Regions from separate parts of the Mus musculus genome. Here region 2 is linked to region 1. The links are chromatin contacts, called in public HiChIP or PLAC-seq maps. All regions are on one chromosome and are shown on one strand. The core of a region is the stretch at or near the end of the contact, and the rest is flanking DNA. Distances in the headings are between cores, read along the strand shown.

Evidence for each region. HiChIP or PLAC-seq counts read pairs in DNA pulled down with a chosen protein or histone mark.
Region 2: an H3K4me3 HiChIP or PLAC-seq map of bone marrow-derived macrophages shows a contact between it and region 1, with 8 times the contacts expected there. The contact joins two enhancer-like sites. A contact is called at or near these places in 1 of 39 promoter capture datasets (the 3T3-L1 cell line), 1 of 15 datasets of contacts at CTCF or cohesin (the NIH/3T3 cell line), 21 of 484 Hi-C or Micro-C datasets (3T3-L1-derived adipocytes, the BV-2 cell line, adipose-derived mesenchymal stem cells and 12 more), 10 of 115 datasets of contacts at active chromatin or transcription factors (the HPC-7 cell line, acute myeloid leukemia, bone marrow-derived dendritic cells and 6 more) and 1 of 9 other capture datasets (bone marrow-derived macrophages).

Annotation. Positions count from the first base shown.
Region 1 is chr16:24,932,627-24,935,144 of GRCm38.p6, reverse strand. All of the region lies in intron 10 of Lpp (LIM domain containing preferred translocation partner in lipoma), which reads right to left. It overlaps Gm52245 (a long non-coding RNA gene), which reads left to right. Exons shown (of 3, transcript XR_003951917.1): 3 at 2,024-2,518. Among named protein-coding and RNA genes, the nearest start is that of Gm52245, 7.5 kb to the left of the region's middle. Within about 2 kb of position 1,259, at least 74 of the 459 cell types and tissues checked have an H3K27ac peak or open chromatin away from gene starts, as enhancers often do. A contact at or near this core is called in 3T3-L1-derived adipocytes, the BV-2 cell line, the NIH/3T3 cell line and 7 more, where this site is marked.
Region 2 is chr16:25,041,208-25,043,725 of GRCm38.p6, reverse strand. No RefSeq gene overlaps it. Among named protein-coding and RNA genes, the nearest start is that of A230028O05Rik, 17 kb to the left of the region's middle. Within about 2 kb of position 1,260, at least 137 of the 459 cell types and tissues checked have an H3K27ac peak or open chromatin away from gene starts, as enhancers often do. A contact at or near this core is called in 3T3-L1-derived adipocytes, the BV-2 cell line, the NIH/3T3 cell line and 7 more, where this site is marked.

The sequences.
Region 1 (2,518 bases), core at 10-2,509:
CAAATCTAGACGTGAGCATCATCGTGCTGGCCAGGAGGATGGAAATGGCCTGGAACTCAGAGCATGTTCAAGAAGCTCAGAACTAAAGTCTAGCAGCGTGGGAAACAATATTGGTGCAGTGGAAATATTAGTAAGAGCTACACAGAAAGAAGGCTGGAGAGAAGGGTCAGGGGTTAAAAGCACACTAGAGGACTCAGGTTCAAATCCCAGCATCCACATGGAGGCTCACAACTGTCTGTAACTCCAGTCCTGTGAATCTAACCCCCTCTTCTAGACTCTATGTCCACAAAGCACTCAGGTGGTGTATAGACACATGCACAGACACAACACTCATGCACATAGACAATTTTTCCCCAAGAGCTTCATGGAAGGTAATGCAATCACTCTACTTGTCTCGTAACTACTCCTGAATGCATCACAACCTGTAAAGACACTGCATTCACTTTTTGATTGTTTTTAAACAGAAACTTAGATTTTTCTTAAAAATTTATAGAGAAGTGTTGTATTTTAATTCTCTGAAACATTTAGAGTGAGTTCAGCTTAGTGGTCTAGGTTCACTCCACGGAAAGTTAAACTTACCAATAATAATGATGATGATGATAGTAATAATAGTAATAGTAGCAGTAGTAGCAATAATAGTGATGACAATGATGATAAACCTTCAAGAATACTGAAAATAAAAACTAGTCTTCAACTCAATGGTAGCACACACGCAGCACACATGGATCCAGTCCTGAAGTCAGGACTTTCTGATAGGACAATTCCAGGAAATTGAGCTGGGGATCTGCTAAGGTGGGTGGGCACATTAGTGAGGAAAAGCAAATGTGAACAATAGTGTAATAGTTCACACTGGGAGTGTGAGCACACCGGCTCCTCCTCTTACTAGCCAGCACACAGCCTTGCCCAAACAAGACAGAAAGATACGCACTCTTTGTTTTTGCAGTCATAACTTTTAAAGTACAATTTGTAAATATCTGACCTAAAATAATAACAACATGGACTTTTCTGTGTCTCCTCTGGCCTTTTATCTGTTGAATTCACACCCACTACACATGAACATTCAAATTTACATTCCAGTCACCACCATAATGAATTTCTAAAGGGAAATTTTTTGACCTTTAACACATAGGCAATGATTCACTGCTGACAGGGCTTAATGTGATGGATTTAGAAATCTGATTACCACACTTCCTTGGGAGACTCAGCTCAAAACAAAACTAACCCTGTTGCACAACAGTAAAAATGAGCTCCGAGTCTTGTGGATTTGCATGTGTAGCTGAAATCACAATGCGCAACCTTCTGAGACCTCTCATCTACTGCGACTAGAACAAGATCTTCCTTTTCTGATAAAATGCCAGTTTGATCTGCTTACTGTTTAGCAGCTGCAGACAGACTTTTATTCAGGCTGCAGTAGCACACTCAAAGCTTTCCGATCAACTGGAGAGTTTGCTCTCAAAATGCTCAGCTGCTTGGTCTCTACCTGGCTCTTCCATTCGTCCTCTGCCCTCTTGCCCCTGGGATTATGACTACGCATGTGTCAATCTTCCTGCCTTCACATCTTCATCTAGGGTTCTTATCCTTGTCCCCTCTTTCCCACTAACATCATGTGCCACAGACCTTCCCATCCTCCCTGAGGAAGTGTCGCCAATTACCCAGTTCGAATAAATGCCTTCCTCGTGCAATCTCTATGTCCACTTAAATGCTTTCAAAATCGGCTTTTATTTATTTTACAACTTTTTTTAAAAAAAAGTTTCCTTCTGACAGATTTCCAGAGAGCCAGATGTTGCACACAATAGGCTTTCAGGTATCTTTTTAAAAGTGGGATTCTACGAAAGTGGTTCTTTAGAGACAGAGATGAAAACCCTCGTAGGTTTTATAAACACACACACACACACACACACACACACACACACACACACACACACACACAGAAATTCATTAGAGATAAGGAAAAATTAACATCAGTCAAATTTGCATTAGAATCAGAACAGTCTCATGGCAAGTTATTTTTCTTGTCTTTCAGAAGTCAACTGAACTGAACACAGACTTGGCCCTTTTGGTTGGGAAGAATGCTGACACACAATATTGTTCACAAGGAGTTGGGTGCTTCAAGGACAATGACATTTGTGCATGGAAACGCCTACCTTCCACTTGCCCGGAGGCCGATTGTAAACATGTTAAACAGTTTGCCCAAGGCACTCTATTCCAGACTGCCTGTCATATAAACAACATTAACAGTTTTGCTGAAGAGAATAACTAAGTGATTCTCACCTTACTTTCTACTTTTTCCAGGACTCCAGAGTAATATCTGTCCAGCTAGCATGAACTATGAAACCCTAGCAATTGCTGGGAGGCTCGAGGGAGGAAATAGCTAAAGGGAGAAAAGCAGTCACTGAAACTGCTACAGACACAAGTGAAGATGTCTTGACTGCCAAAAGAGACTCCCTAGGCTTCCCACATTATTATTCATAAGAAGAAGGAAGCTGCCAGGCCGGCAGTGAGCACACCTTAAATCTCA
Region 2 (2,518 bases), core at 11-2,510, 110 kb before region 1:
TATTTGTCTGTCAGCAGGGTGACAGCCATAGTCTTGGGACAGGAAAATAGAGACAGAGACAGAGAGACAGAGAGAGAGACAGAGAGACAAAGGGAGAGAAAGCGATCAGGCATAGATTTTTAAGTCTCAGAGTTTGAGATGCCCTGGAGCATTCTGGGTAAGTAGTGGTTTGGTGAGGGAGGGGGAAAAGAAAATCCATGGATCTTGTAACATTTAGGGAAAGGGAAAAGATTCAGCTCAGTGGCATGACTGGGCTTGACTAGACAGCTATAGTCTATGAGAACAAACCTGAGAGTCTCATCTGACCTCTGCTGAACTGGATGAACATCTTCGCTGCGATGCTCTTCTGACACAGAGTTTAGGAGCTCACAGTTGGAAACCACAGCTCCGTAGGGCTGTGGGATTGGCTTAGAATAGCTGTAATACAAAGACTGGAGAGCCTGAAACAGCCAAGTGCAGCCAGCCCCTCCCATCTCCACACTACTGCTTCAAACACTTGTAGACATGAAAGGCTTGTCAGGGGAATGTTAAGGGTAGCCAAAAGATGGAGATGGTAGTCTGTGTGAGAAACATGCTAGTGAAGTCCTGGGTGCTAAGCAGAGCGTTTGTGGTCAGCATAGTTGGGAACAAGTGGATAGGGATTCAGGCAGAGCTTGGCTTACAAAGCTAGGAGTAGGTGCACATCTTCATACCTGAGCCAGGCTCAGAGGCAGGTCGAGTCCTGCTAGGGTAAAGAAAAAGAAATGCATTCTCGTTTCACTTTATAGCAACAAGGAGGCAGAAGCCCAGCCCAGGAGAAATGATATGTGCAAGGAAGTGAAAGGGGACTGCTGGCTCCAAGTTTGAAGAGAAGAACCACTCCCTGGGGGTATGGAAGTTGGGCTAACAGCCAGACTGAAGGAGCTGATTTCTTGGAGCTATAAACCTAGAAATTCGAAGCACTGACTTTTTCCTTACTGAAAATGAGGTTTACTCATTGCTTAACCTAAGGTCTTTACAGAGCCCACATGGCATCCCATACAGACGACTAGAAGAAGAAGAGGAAGAGGAGGGAGAGGAGGAGGAAGAAGAAAAAGAGAGGAAGAAGGAGAAGGAGGAAGAGGAGGAGGGAGGGGAGGAGGAAGAGGAGGAGGAAGAGGAAAGCCAGGGGTCTCTAGGTGCACCAACTGGCCCCCTAGTTCCCTGTGTGACTTTAAGTGAGACTCACCACCTTCCTGAGCATCAATCATCCCATGTCTTACATGTTGGTGTTGGATCACAGCAGAGCTATGCAGCTGTGTTCCATGAAGCCAAGAGATCCAGGCAGGGAACACACAGGCTCCATCCTGGCAGATGCTCGGGGAAAGAACAAAGAAGCAGAACTTGATCCTTGATCCTCTGTAGCTTGGAGCAGTTCTGTTGTTAAGTTTAGTATGTTGGGTTTCCCTATAAGATTTTATTTGAAAGTCACAATAAGAGAGGAAATCAAAAAGAAAGGGAGCCAAGGAGAGCGTGAGGCTGGATGGTCTCCAGCCTGTTGCAGGCTGGCTGCTGTTTTCTGACTCACCCCAGTGTTCTGCCCACACTTTCAAGAACCACTTCCCTTCCTCTCTGCCACCATCTCAGGGAAGAATCCATAGCGTACGTAAGCCCAGAAAAAAGCCACTGCTTAGATCTCATTTCCCAGCTCTGAAGAGTGCTGGCTCACAGAGAAGAAAATTGGGGGATTTTGTGGGCTGAGTGGGAGGAGACCTGAGGCCCAGGGCTGTAAATCAGGCTTGGAGGTTTGGATTCCCAGCAGCCTGACCTTCAGACACCCTTCCCTCCTCCGGATACCTTCATGCTCACACTCAGGCACAGGGAAGCATGCCCAGCTTCACACTGCCCCTGGAAGCAGGGCCCACTTGGAAGAGCTGTTTTGATTTTTCAGGAAAAATTGCTCATAGCCAAACTTCCCTCCCCAAGACCAACACAGGCAGGGATTTCCTACGTGCTTGAACAAGGAATATTCTGGAAGTCTGTTGGCCACCGTCTGGCCAAAAAAAAAAAAAAAAAAAAAAAAAAAATTAAAACACAACAATAATAATACAAAAAACCCCACATAGCTAACATACCCACCTGAGGTAGAGTATCATATATAATTTTATTTTTGTTCCCTAAATAAGCCCTTCTGCTGCCAGTCTCAGTACATCTCAGATAGGCCTACTTGCCCATTGCCGACTCCACATGGCATGTCTCTCAGTTCCCCAATCCACAAATCCAGGAATTTCACAAGCTTGGGAAGTTGGCACACCAGAGAAACTGATTTCTTTTGCCCTTGCACAATTCCCCTGTCGATAGAGTGCGTCTTTCTGACAGGAAAGAGTTGGCTGAAACTACTAAACCTGTGTGGGGTGCTGGTGTGGGAGTCAAGGGTGCAAGTCCCTGGTCTTCCCTCTCTGTGGTCACCAGCGAGTCGCTTCCTCCTTCTAGGCCTGCTTAAAGACAAGGCTCCTCCATTCAGGTAGTTTGTATGCATAGCTTTCCTTGACCAAGTCTC